2 separate regions of the Triticum aestivum genome follow, and region 1 is linked to region 2. The links are chromatin contacts, called in public Hi-C maps. All regions are on one chromosome and are shown on one strand. Each heading gives the region's core, a stretch centred on a gene start, on an enhancer-like site or on the middle of the called end of the contact. The rest is flanking DNA. Distances are from core to core; before and after follow the strand shown. Region 1 has its middle 110 kb from the start of LOC123093397. Region 2 holds the start of LOC100873117 (transcription factor DIVARICATA).

Region 1 (5,006 bases), core at 123-2,622, 150 kb after region 2:
CATGGCACGGACCGCCCGATTATGCTCTCGGGCGAGGGCGCATGTGTTCCTCCGGTGTCATTTCTTCACATTGCGGGCGCTGATGGCTTCCTCCTCTTTGGCCACCCGCGCCGCTGCATTAGCCGCCTCCACCGATGTCATTTCCACGGCGATACGGTTCTCGCCGGCCCTTATCATCTCCTTCCCACGACGGGCTGCTCGTTCCCGATGGGACTCATAGTCTGCCCGACCGTTGATGGGGAAGGAGAGATTTTCCGGCTGCCGGAACTGCGATGATCCAGCCCCTAAGGACTTGAGCTTCCGTTGAGCCAACGCAATGGAGTCGAACCGGACAGATCCGTCCATTGACCGGGCGCTGCCCTCCCAGGAGCAGCGGAGTGCAATGCGGACCGTCATTGCCTCCTCCAACCCGCACGGGATGACACCCTAGTCGAGGGATCTGGATTGGTCGGAGTTAGATCCGCCCTCGCAAAGTCGGAGATGGCCGGAAATCGCTGGTGATGAGTTAGGGTGATGAAGGGAGTGGAGAGAAGAGGAGTGTAAAGTGATCAGGGTTTGATCCGCGCGAGCAGATGAGGATGAATATATGTGAGATTAGGTGGGTCAGTGTTGGCCGGGTCCGACGTGATAGACGCGCCCAGGCGCCTCATATCCTTCTTATATTTGGGGTAAATATGGGGAGTGTCCGTCAGCTCGGATATTTGAGTCCCGTTTGAGAAGTTCGTCCGAGTCAAAATTTCCTGATTGATCAGTAACCGGGTGAGCCATCCGTGCATTTGAGGAGGGTTCGGAGCGCTCGGCTTTAGATGCTTAACACGGCAAATCTCGCCGGAGTGATTTACAGAAAGCTCTCTGTGTGACGATGGTCGCTCGAATGCTTCTCTCTTCCGCGCGCTGTCTAGTCGAGGCCGAAAGCCCTGTGCCGCCGGCGGTGCCTTTGAGCGGTGGAATGCCTGCATGCGCACGCTCTCGCTGCGCACCCGACATGTATTCCTCCTCCCCCTCCTTTCGACCGCCCTCGCTTCGAGGTGTCCACGCGCCATGCATATTCTTCCGCCGACCCTTGTCATACTCGGACCAAAGCTGCCTACTACAACATGGATCCAAAGACAGGCAGGAATTAACTACCAAAGCAGATTAAACTAGCAATTACCGACCAACGACCATCGCCTGGTGTGTGAACCGTGGCACGCAGGAGTACTCCGTACGTAGGCCGGGGTAGTGGATTAGTACGTTTGTTCTACTCATCACCCGCTGATGGGGGCTGTTGTTTGGAGCCTCTCTGGTGGAGGTTTCCCCGGTGGATGCATCCGGCGTGCCGATGGGTGACGGACGGAACGGGAATGGGATCCCTCGCTGTCACGCCCCCACGATGCGGTCCCGTACGGCGTGACCAACTACCACCCCCCACCACCGCCGTCTGCGACCGCTAGCTCCAGTACGTGTGGTGCACGCCGCTTAATTAGTTACTGACTGGAATTTTGTAGTATGGTGCTCTATCTACGTATGATGCTTGCAACAGAGGATTCCCTCTTTGCAGGCGTGTTGTTACTGATTGGTTCTCCCCGTCGCGGGCAAGAACATGTACCAAGGCCATGTGTTGCAACAGGCGGCTACACTGGCACCACCGCTAGAATCTAACTAGTAGTAGTAGCACGTACGTGTAGTTCGGCCTGCCATGCTCATTCGTATGGTTCGACAATTTTTTTTTAATGAAAGCACCGTGGGGTTCCCTTTTACCTGATGTTACAGGAGAAAAGGAGCGGTGGAGCGTCGTCCGCCGGAGACGAAGGTTCACCGGGAGAACTTCACCTCCATCCGGCGTCCTGCATGTGGTGATTTCTTTCACATGCTCGTACGTACGTGTGGGGGAAGGCAGGTGCAGGAATCCTGGTTGTCTCGTCCGGAGCGGCGTGCGGTGTCGAGTGGGGATTGAGGACTCGCGCTCGCCGGAATAATTAAAGCGGGCGACCCGGAGCTGGAGGACGAACTCACGCACCTTTCAGATCGGTTGGTGTTCAAAGTGTCAAAGTTGCTCCGGATTTGCTGCGGCGGCCAAAGAGGACAGCTGCAGTTGCAGTGAGTGATGCGGAATGGACTTCAGCTACAAGTTAGGCCATCTCCATCGCGCGACCCCATCCGGATGTCCGCGCGCGTCCGTTTGAGGAACGATTGGGCGGACATCCTGGGGCGGACAGGCGTTGCATCCAACGTGCACATGCCTCTGGGACTCAAACGGTCTGCCCCGGCTCGTCGCAGCGCCCTGCCACCTCGCGCTCGCGTCCGCTCGGAGCCGCGTCGAGCGCGCCCCGCCCTGCGCGCGCCTCGCCCCGCCCTGTGCATGGCCGCGCCGAGCTCGCGCGCCTTGCTCCGCGCCCGCCTCGCCCCGTGCATGCCCGCGCCTCGCCGCTCGTGCGCGCCTCGCCCTGCCAGCCCGCGCCCCGCCGCACGCCCGGCCCGCGACCGTGCTCGCCACGACCGGCCGCCCCGCGCCGCGCCCGCGTTTGCCGCGAGCGGCCTGGCCAGCGCCGCGCCGGGCTGGCCTGGCCGCGACCGCACTCGCCCCCCCCCCACCCCCCGCGCCCGCGCGCCCCATGCCGAGCTCGCCGGCCCCGCCCCGCCTTGTGCTCGCCGCCGCACCGCCCGCGCGCGCCGCCGCCCAGGCCGAGCGCGCCGGCCCCGCCCTGCCCCGTGCTGCGGCGGCGCGGCTGCTCCATGTGTCGCTGATTTGTGGGCCAGAGAGAAGGCACGGGCGGACAGGAGCGGACGAGAGGGACGAGGAGGGCGTCCGTTTTCTATCCGTTCGGGAGCATTCGTGGCTTAAATTTGGTCTAGATTTGGGGTTGAGCCGGACAAAAGCGGACACAAACGAACGTGCATGTCCGTTTAGGTATTACCGCTGGGTCTTATTTTATCCCAAACGGACAAATTCGGACCGGATGAATCACGAATGGGTCACGCGGTGGAGTTGGCCTTACTGTTGTACTACTGTCACAGCGTCCCAAGCAGTGGCGGAGCTTAGTGGAGACCAACAGGGGCCATGGCCCCCCCTTATTTTTTGCATCCATTGAAGAATAAGCTACGTCATGAGCCTAATTAGTGTTTAAACTACAAATTAGCCCCTCCTTCCCTATTAATTTGGTTCCTTTTGACTAATGGCCCCCTCTTGAATTATTCTCAAGCTCCGCCACTGGTCCCAAGCTTGGTATCTGGAGAGCAAAAAGTGCATCGCCAGTTAGCTGATTATGTTCACCACGTTCACAGCCAACTGAGAGTAAGAGGGTGCTTGGATACAAGGGACTATTTTTAGTCTGACTAAAAATAGTCTCTTTTAGAGGCTAAAGTTCCAAGCACCCTTGACTAAAGAGAGGCTAGGACTAGTTTTGAGGCTAAAATCTTTTAGTCATGGGAAACCTACTAAAATATGTATTAGCTCTCTCTCTTCTCATTTAATTCCTCTCCTTAGTTCTGGATTGGAGGGTTTGAAGGATAATAAATGCTCAATAACTAGATTTTAGTCTCTTTAGTATTTGGATCCAAGCATGAGTGAGACTAGCAAGTTTTAGTCCCACTACTTTTAGTCATGGGACTAAAACGTATCCAAGCATGCTCTAAGTAAGTACGGGCGGCGTAGAGGATCCGGGATTCAGATGATGGGTACTTTGGGTCTAATTTAACCGGTACGGCTTCCGATCTACTCCTCGTACTTGTGTTGCCAGCCAATGGCAAGGCCTGCTCACAACTAAGAGCCGGTGGCACCAATCATTAGTGACAAGCCGCTTGATTAACAACTCATGCGAGTAGACCTACCAAACCACGGGGAGACACGTAAACACCGTACCCGTCAACAGTCCAATGGGATCTGCATACATTTCCGCAAAAAAAGTACTCCTACGGCCTAAACAATCGCCCATCCGCCCAATCGTACGCCCATGACGGCATGGCACCTCGCGATCTGCACTCGTATTTTATCCTAAGCTACTGAACAATTTCTACGTGACCACTGTACAATGCCCAAGGGAAAGAGAGCTCTTTTGACCAAGGCCCATACCCGTAGAAAATAGAGGCAGAAATCACAGATTTGACCCGAGGCAGAAACCAAATCACAAACTGACCTGTTCAGGAAAAAATTTCACTCTGCTGACCCTTTGGTGTGGCGCCCGACAGCTGGGCGCCGCACCCTACTGTGCAGCGCCTTTTCCTTAGGCGTCACACATCCTGCCAGCGTGGCAGCCCTGGTCTAGTTGCGGCCCCACACGCACCTGTGCAGCGCCTAAGAGCTAGGCGCCACACTTTGACGTGCAGCGCCTAGCCCTTGGGCGCTGCACAGTGACTTAAGCGCGGCCGCCCCAGCCCGACCAGGCAGTTCTTCATCTCTCCGCTCTCTGGACAGAGAGCAGCGGCGGCGGCGGCGCCCCCATCTAATCCCCCCACATCCCTCTCAGATCTGAAGATTTGATCCGTGGATTCGATCCCCAATCCATCCTACTAGGTAAACTCTTCCCTTCTCTTTCTTTTGCTCCGTAAATTTGTTGCCATTCTAGAGATTTGTCCATGATTTGATGGAACCCTTGATTTGTTTGGTTTGCTCGATTTAGGATGTGTATTCATATTGGTAGTACCGTAGTGTTATTTATTAGTTCACAATATATGATTCTTGTTGTTGAAACCCTAGATTGTTTAGTTTTTTTAGATATATATGAGATGCCTATTTTTATAGATAACTATGAGATGTTGATTTTTGTAGACATATATGAGAAGTTTGTTTAGATATATATTAGATGTTCAGTTTATTTCAAATATTAGATGTTGAGTTTATTTGAAATATTAGATGTTTAGTTTATTTGAACACATATGACATATTCATTGTGTGAGAAGGAGATGTTGAGATTCTTGTAGTTGAACACATGTTATATGTTTAGTGTATACCGATATTTGAGATGAAGATGAACTTTTATATGTTTATTGTTTGAAATTGTAAGGATGGTTTGGCTTCTGGACGATGT
Region 2 (4,617 bases), core at 1,180-3,679:
AATATCTAAAAAGACAAATATTTAGGAACGGAGGAAGTAATAATCATACCGTGAAGAAAACTAAGGTATAGAAATATAACAAAATGACAAGTGGCATTATTGATGGAAATACTGGAGTCATTCGGTATAAGTGCCGTGCCGATCGTGCACGTGTATTAATATCAGAAATTCATTCAACTAAAGGTTAAATTTATTCAAAAAAAACTAAAGGTTAAATTCACAAAGCCTTGTAAAATTTTGGCATTTTTTCATAACTCCAGGTTGCCGGAGGAAATAACCAAAAGCCAGAAGAAAACACAATACTTCAAACAAATGTATACCAATTACTTCGTAGTATAGCAAATATAAGTCAAAATAGACGGGCGCAGCAGTGCGCGCCATCAATGATCTAGTTAACTAATATAGCAGGGGTCAATGAGAGGGTGAGCAATGCTAATACCCCCAAATCAAAAGATCAACACGTTACAACAAGGGAAAAGAAGAACACCATACGGTATGCTGCTGCTGTCCAAATACTACCACATGCATGACACTAACTAGCTGACCAAATACATCAAAAGTACAGTAAATAAAAAAGAAAAACTCGGGCAGGTGTAATCACAGCGTCTAGCTAGTAGTACAGTACTCCTGTGCTAGTGTGCTTCCCAAACTCAAGTGCTCCCAGTGCGTCTCCCATGGCTCGGGAGTAGCAAATAGGACGTCCTAGCAAATAATAGAGAGGAATATTGCTAATTATTTCACCGTGGGCGTGGCGTTATGTACACAGAAGAAATGCCGTATCCATCCTGCTGCCTTGCCGCTCATCCTCATCTCGTGCTCCCTCTCCGTCCGTCCGTCCGTCCAGTGTGTTCCTGCATGGATGATCTGGGACCAAGAGCACGTGCGACGCTGGGTGGTTCTCCTTCCTCGTGCACGCCCGACGACGAGGCAGCTTTCTCCGATGGCGGCTGGGCTGCTGCTGCTCCAAGGAACCGCTGGTCAACCGAGAGGCTGGAGCTGGCCGCATTGCATCTGCATCAGAACAGAGTCGCCGTGGTAGCCGTTATTGCTGGCCTCCAGTTTCACGCTGCCGTAGAGATGGGGCATGAAGTGGTGGTGCCCGCCGAGAGGAGGCGGCTTGCTGTCCACGAGCGCGCCGAACTGCTCCGGGGGGGAGGAGGTGGCGGTGAGCGCGGAGGGCGGCGACGGCGAGGGGTTGGTGTTGCTGGCGTGGTCGTCGTCGGGAATGTTGACGGTGGTGATGTCGTGGATGCTGGAGCGGCGCTTGTCCTTGCCGCCGGAGTTGAGCCGGATGAAGTACTTCTGCGCGTGGCTGGCCACCTGCGTCGGCGTCCGGCTGGTCACGTAGTTGCGCGAGATGTTCCGCCAGTCCCCTCGCCCGTACTTCTTCAGGCCCATCAAGAACAGCCTACGGCAAACAGGAGTTCGTCCCACCGATCAACGACACGCGCAACGAGATTTGAAGCCGTACATGTGTGGGTTAAGTAATCGGGAGGGGCTTACTTGTGCTCCTCCTCTGTCCAGGGCACGCCCTTCTTGCGCTCCTGGTCCGAGCCGCGCCCGCGCTTGCCGTTGCCGGCCGCCATGTAGCAGGAGCGCTTGAACGCCAGGTCGCCGCCGCCGTCCCAGTCCAGGGTGAACTCGGAGGCCGGGGAGCCGGCGCCGCCGGCGTTGGCGTTGTAGTGGGGGAAGGGGACGAGGCCCGCCTCGATGAAGCAGACGTCGTTCTCGAGGTCGTCGTACTGCCTCATGACGTCGGCCACCGTCTTGCCGGGAAGCAGCGCCGCCACCCGCTCCCACCGGTCCGGCGCGTCCCCGTCGACACGCGCGAGCGCCTCCTCAAACAGCTTGTTCTCTGCCGGCGACCACGCCCCGCCGCCGCCGCCGCCCCGCTGGTCCTGCAAAAACCAGCCGCCTGCCTGGCCGGCGAAGTAGGGCGCCGGCGGCACCGGCAGCACCTCCATCCACGACTCCTGCTTCATCATCTCTCTCAGGCTCAGCCGACCAAGATTCCACCCGCGTTTCTCAGGCAAAGCCACGGAAGAGAGGGAGTAGTCGGGGCGCGGAGGAGAGGAGAGGAGAGGGGGAGTGGCAGTGGCAGGGGAGGCGGTATTTATGCGTGGCGGCGGTATCGATCCCGGTCCGGCAGATGCCAAAGTGGGTCGAGGGAGGCAGAGAGGAGGTGATTCGGCCTCCACCGTGGGAGGGGAGGGGAGGGGAGGGGAGCGCGCTTAAAGAAGGCAGAGGTTCGGTGATTGGGCCGTGGTGGAGTTTGTGGTCTCTCGACCAAACAAAAGCCTCCTGATGATCCCCCACCTCCCTCGCCTAGTCGCCTCTCGCTTTCTCTCTCCCGCCTCTCCGCGTGCTAGGGGGAGAGACAGAGGGCGCAGAGAGAGGGGAGGACGAGCTGAGAGCTTCGGCCGTGTGCGTGCGTGTGAGGGAGGACCAGTCCAGGCTGGAGAACTGCGCGCCTTTGCTGTGCTGTGCGGGTGCAGGCGACGTCGCCTGTCTTTATTGAAAAAAAAATTATATGAGACCAGGTCTTACGGTTAGCAGGTGAGACCCGTCCTGATAGATGACACGTGGCATTCACAAATCATAAAACATCTAATCTCTCCCCCCTTGATTTTAAGTGGGGGGTGGAGGATGCTTTGTGATTTGTGAGTGCCACGTGTCATTCATCAGGATGAGTCTCGCGTGAGACCTGGTCTCATTGAATTCTTTTCTGTCTTTATTGGCCGTTGCTTGCCGCTCTTCCCAAGGCTGGGGCTGGAGCTCGACTCGTCTCGTCCTAGCAGTAGCAGCATTTATTATTCCGCCCTCCCCTTGTCCGGAAACGCACTTTGTGTCCTCGGCCTCTTCCATTTAGGGTAGGTCCACGCCCCTCATTTCTGTGGCGCCCAACAAACTCTTCGCATTTTCTGGCACGGTGAGAAAACGTTTCACGGTTTTCAACTAAAACGAGCGACACATTTTTTAAACGGAGGGAGAAGTAACAAATTGTTTCTTCACTATTTTTTGTTGGTGGCGCCTTCCGCTGTTGCTGGTTTTGTACTATGATGCCATTAATTTGGATCATGAGTGAGAAATTCGTCGCATCGACCATCTTTGTTGCCATCCCGATTCGCTCGTCAGCGCCACGTATGCTCCGGGTGTCTTTGTATCCCATACACGTGATAACCAAGCGTGGATCGTTTTGGTTTGAACATCGGAATCACGTTCCGATTTAAAAATTGGCGTTGCCGTCTCCTCTCAAGGCAACGTGGCTCTCCCTTGATTAGGTAGCTAATCCTGTCACTGTATATATAGCATACATTTCATTTTAGGCAGATCCAAGCCAGAGCTTCTATAAAAACTTTATGGACATGGCTACCTGGCGCCCGAGCTCCCGTTCGGGCCAGCGAGCGCCCTCCCCCAAAGGAAAGTCCTACCCCGCGCCGCGTCAGGACAGCCCAGAAAAGGAAGAACCTCCCGCGCGCTAGCTCCCACTTGCATTTATTAGGGGATAAAAAACTTTAAAAATTTGTAACTTTTGATTAGAATGTCAAAATTCAAATCCGTTTTCACCGGTGGTTTTTCACGACGAGTTCTTCAAAACTAAATCCCATATGAATAGGTTTCGATGAACTTTTTTTTTGAGCAACTTTTTGTGCTAGAGAGCCAACTTTAGTGGCTATAGAAAAGCAACTCATTTTTCCGAGTATGACTACCTGTCAACGGAGGATCCTTGTAAGTCGGTTACCATGACTATCAATTGACTATTTTCACCTCTAAATCGCCTAACATAAAGAAAACTCCAACGTGGATCACCAAAATGCCCCAAATATCGAAATCGGCCTCTCTAGACACTTTTAACCATCCAATGAGTCCAACTACTATCAGGCATGTAAAAAAGGTCTGTTGCCCCATATGAGTTCCTTGTAGTAAAAAATAGCATGCATCCTCTATGCAGAAGTAAAAAACATGCAACAACTTTGCTATGATTTCAGACAACTCTTGTAAAATTTGAAGCAACTAATGTCATGCATTAAGAGAGGGGTTGTTGCCCCATAAGCTCCTTGCAGTAATATCAGGCAACCCTTGTCCAAAAAAATAACCACAAAAACAACAAGTAGAGACAACATATATAGGTGGCACTAATGTATATATATTCTTTAACATAGGCAATTGTAGTGTGATTCATGAGCAACTATTTAAAGAAACAAAAATGTGTTCCAGGCAATTTTATGCAACTGTTGATATGAACTGACCATCTCCATATATATATTCCGATGCAACTTAATCTACTAATACAATATTGTTTTTAGAATTACTTCCTATCCACCTCTCTACGCCCGTTCCGGTTGCCTTCCTTCTTCATCTTCATCGTTTCATCAAAAAAATATCTGAAAAAACCATGGGTACCTCCTGTTGATCCACCATTCCGCCCTGTGAAGCATCAGGTTGAGCGTCCCTTTTACTTGTAACTCAATATAAAAACACAAAATGCAAAACTGTTCTAGGAAAAAAGCAAGCAATTGCCCTAGCAAAACCAAGCAGTTGTCCTAGCAAAACCAAGCAACTCCCCTAGCATCTATTTTAGGCAGAGAAAAAAAAGTATGAGTAACTTGAATAGAC

The links. Hi-C and Micro-C count contacts between places; a contact is called where the count stands out from the background.
Region 1: a contact with region 2 is called in a Hi-C map of leaf, with 5 times the contacts expected there. The contact joins the enhancer-like site here to the promoter of LOC100873117 in region 2. A contact is called at or near these places in 2 of 5 Hi-C or Micro-C datasets (both in leaf).

The regions. Positions count from the first base shown.
Region 1 is chr1B:506,980,594-506,985,599 of IWGSC CS RefSeq v2.1, forward strand. No RefSeq gene overlaps it. Among protein-coding and RNA genes, the nearest start is that of LOC123093397, 110 kb to the right of the region's middle. Within about 2 kb of position 1,373, at least 3 of the 8 cell types and tissues checked have an H3K27ac peak or open chromatin away from gene starts, as enhancers often do. A contact at or near this core is called in leaf, where this site is marked.
Region 2 is chr1B:506,829,845-506,834,461 of IWGSC CS RefSeq v2.1, forward strand. LOC100873117 (transcription factor DIVARICATA) reads right to left here and starts at 2,430. Exons shown (of 2, transcript XM_044554538.1): 1 at 1,504-2,430; 2 at 420-1,408. The coding sequence starts at 1,985. The coding sequence ends at 979.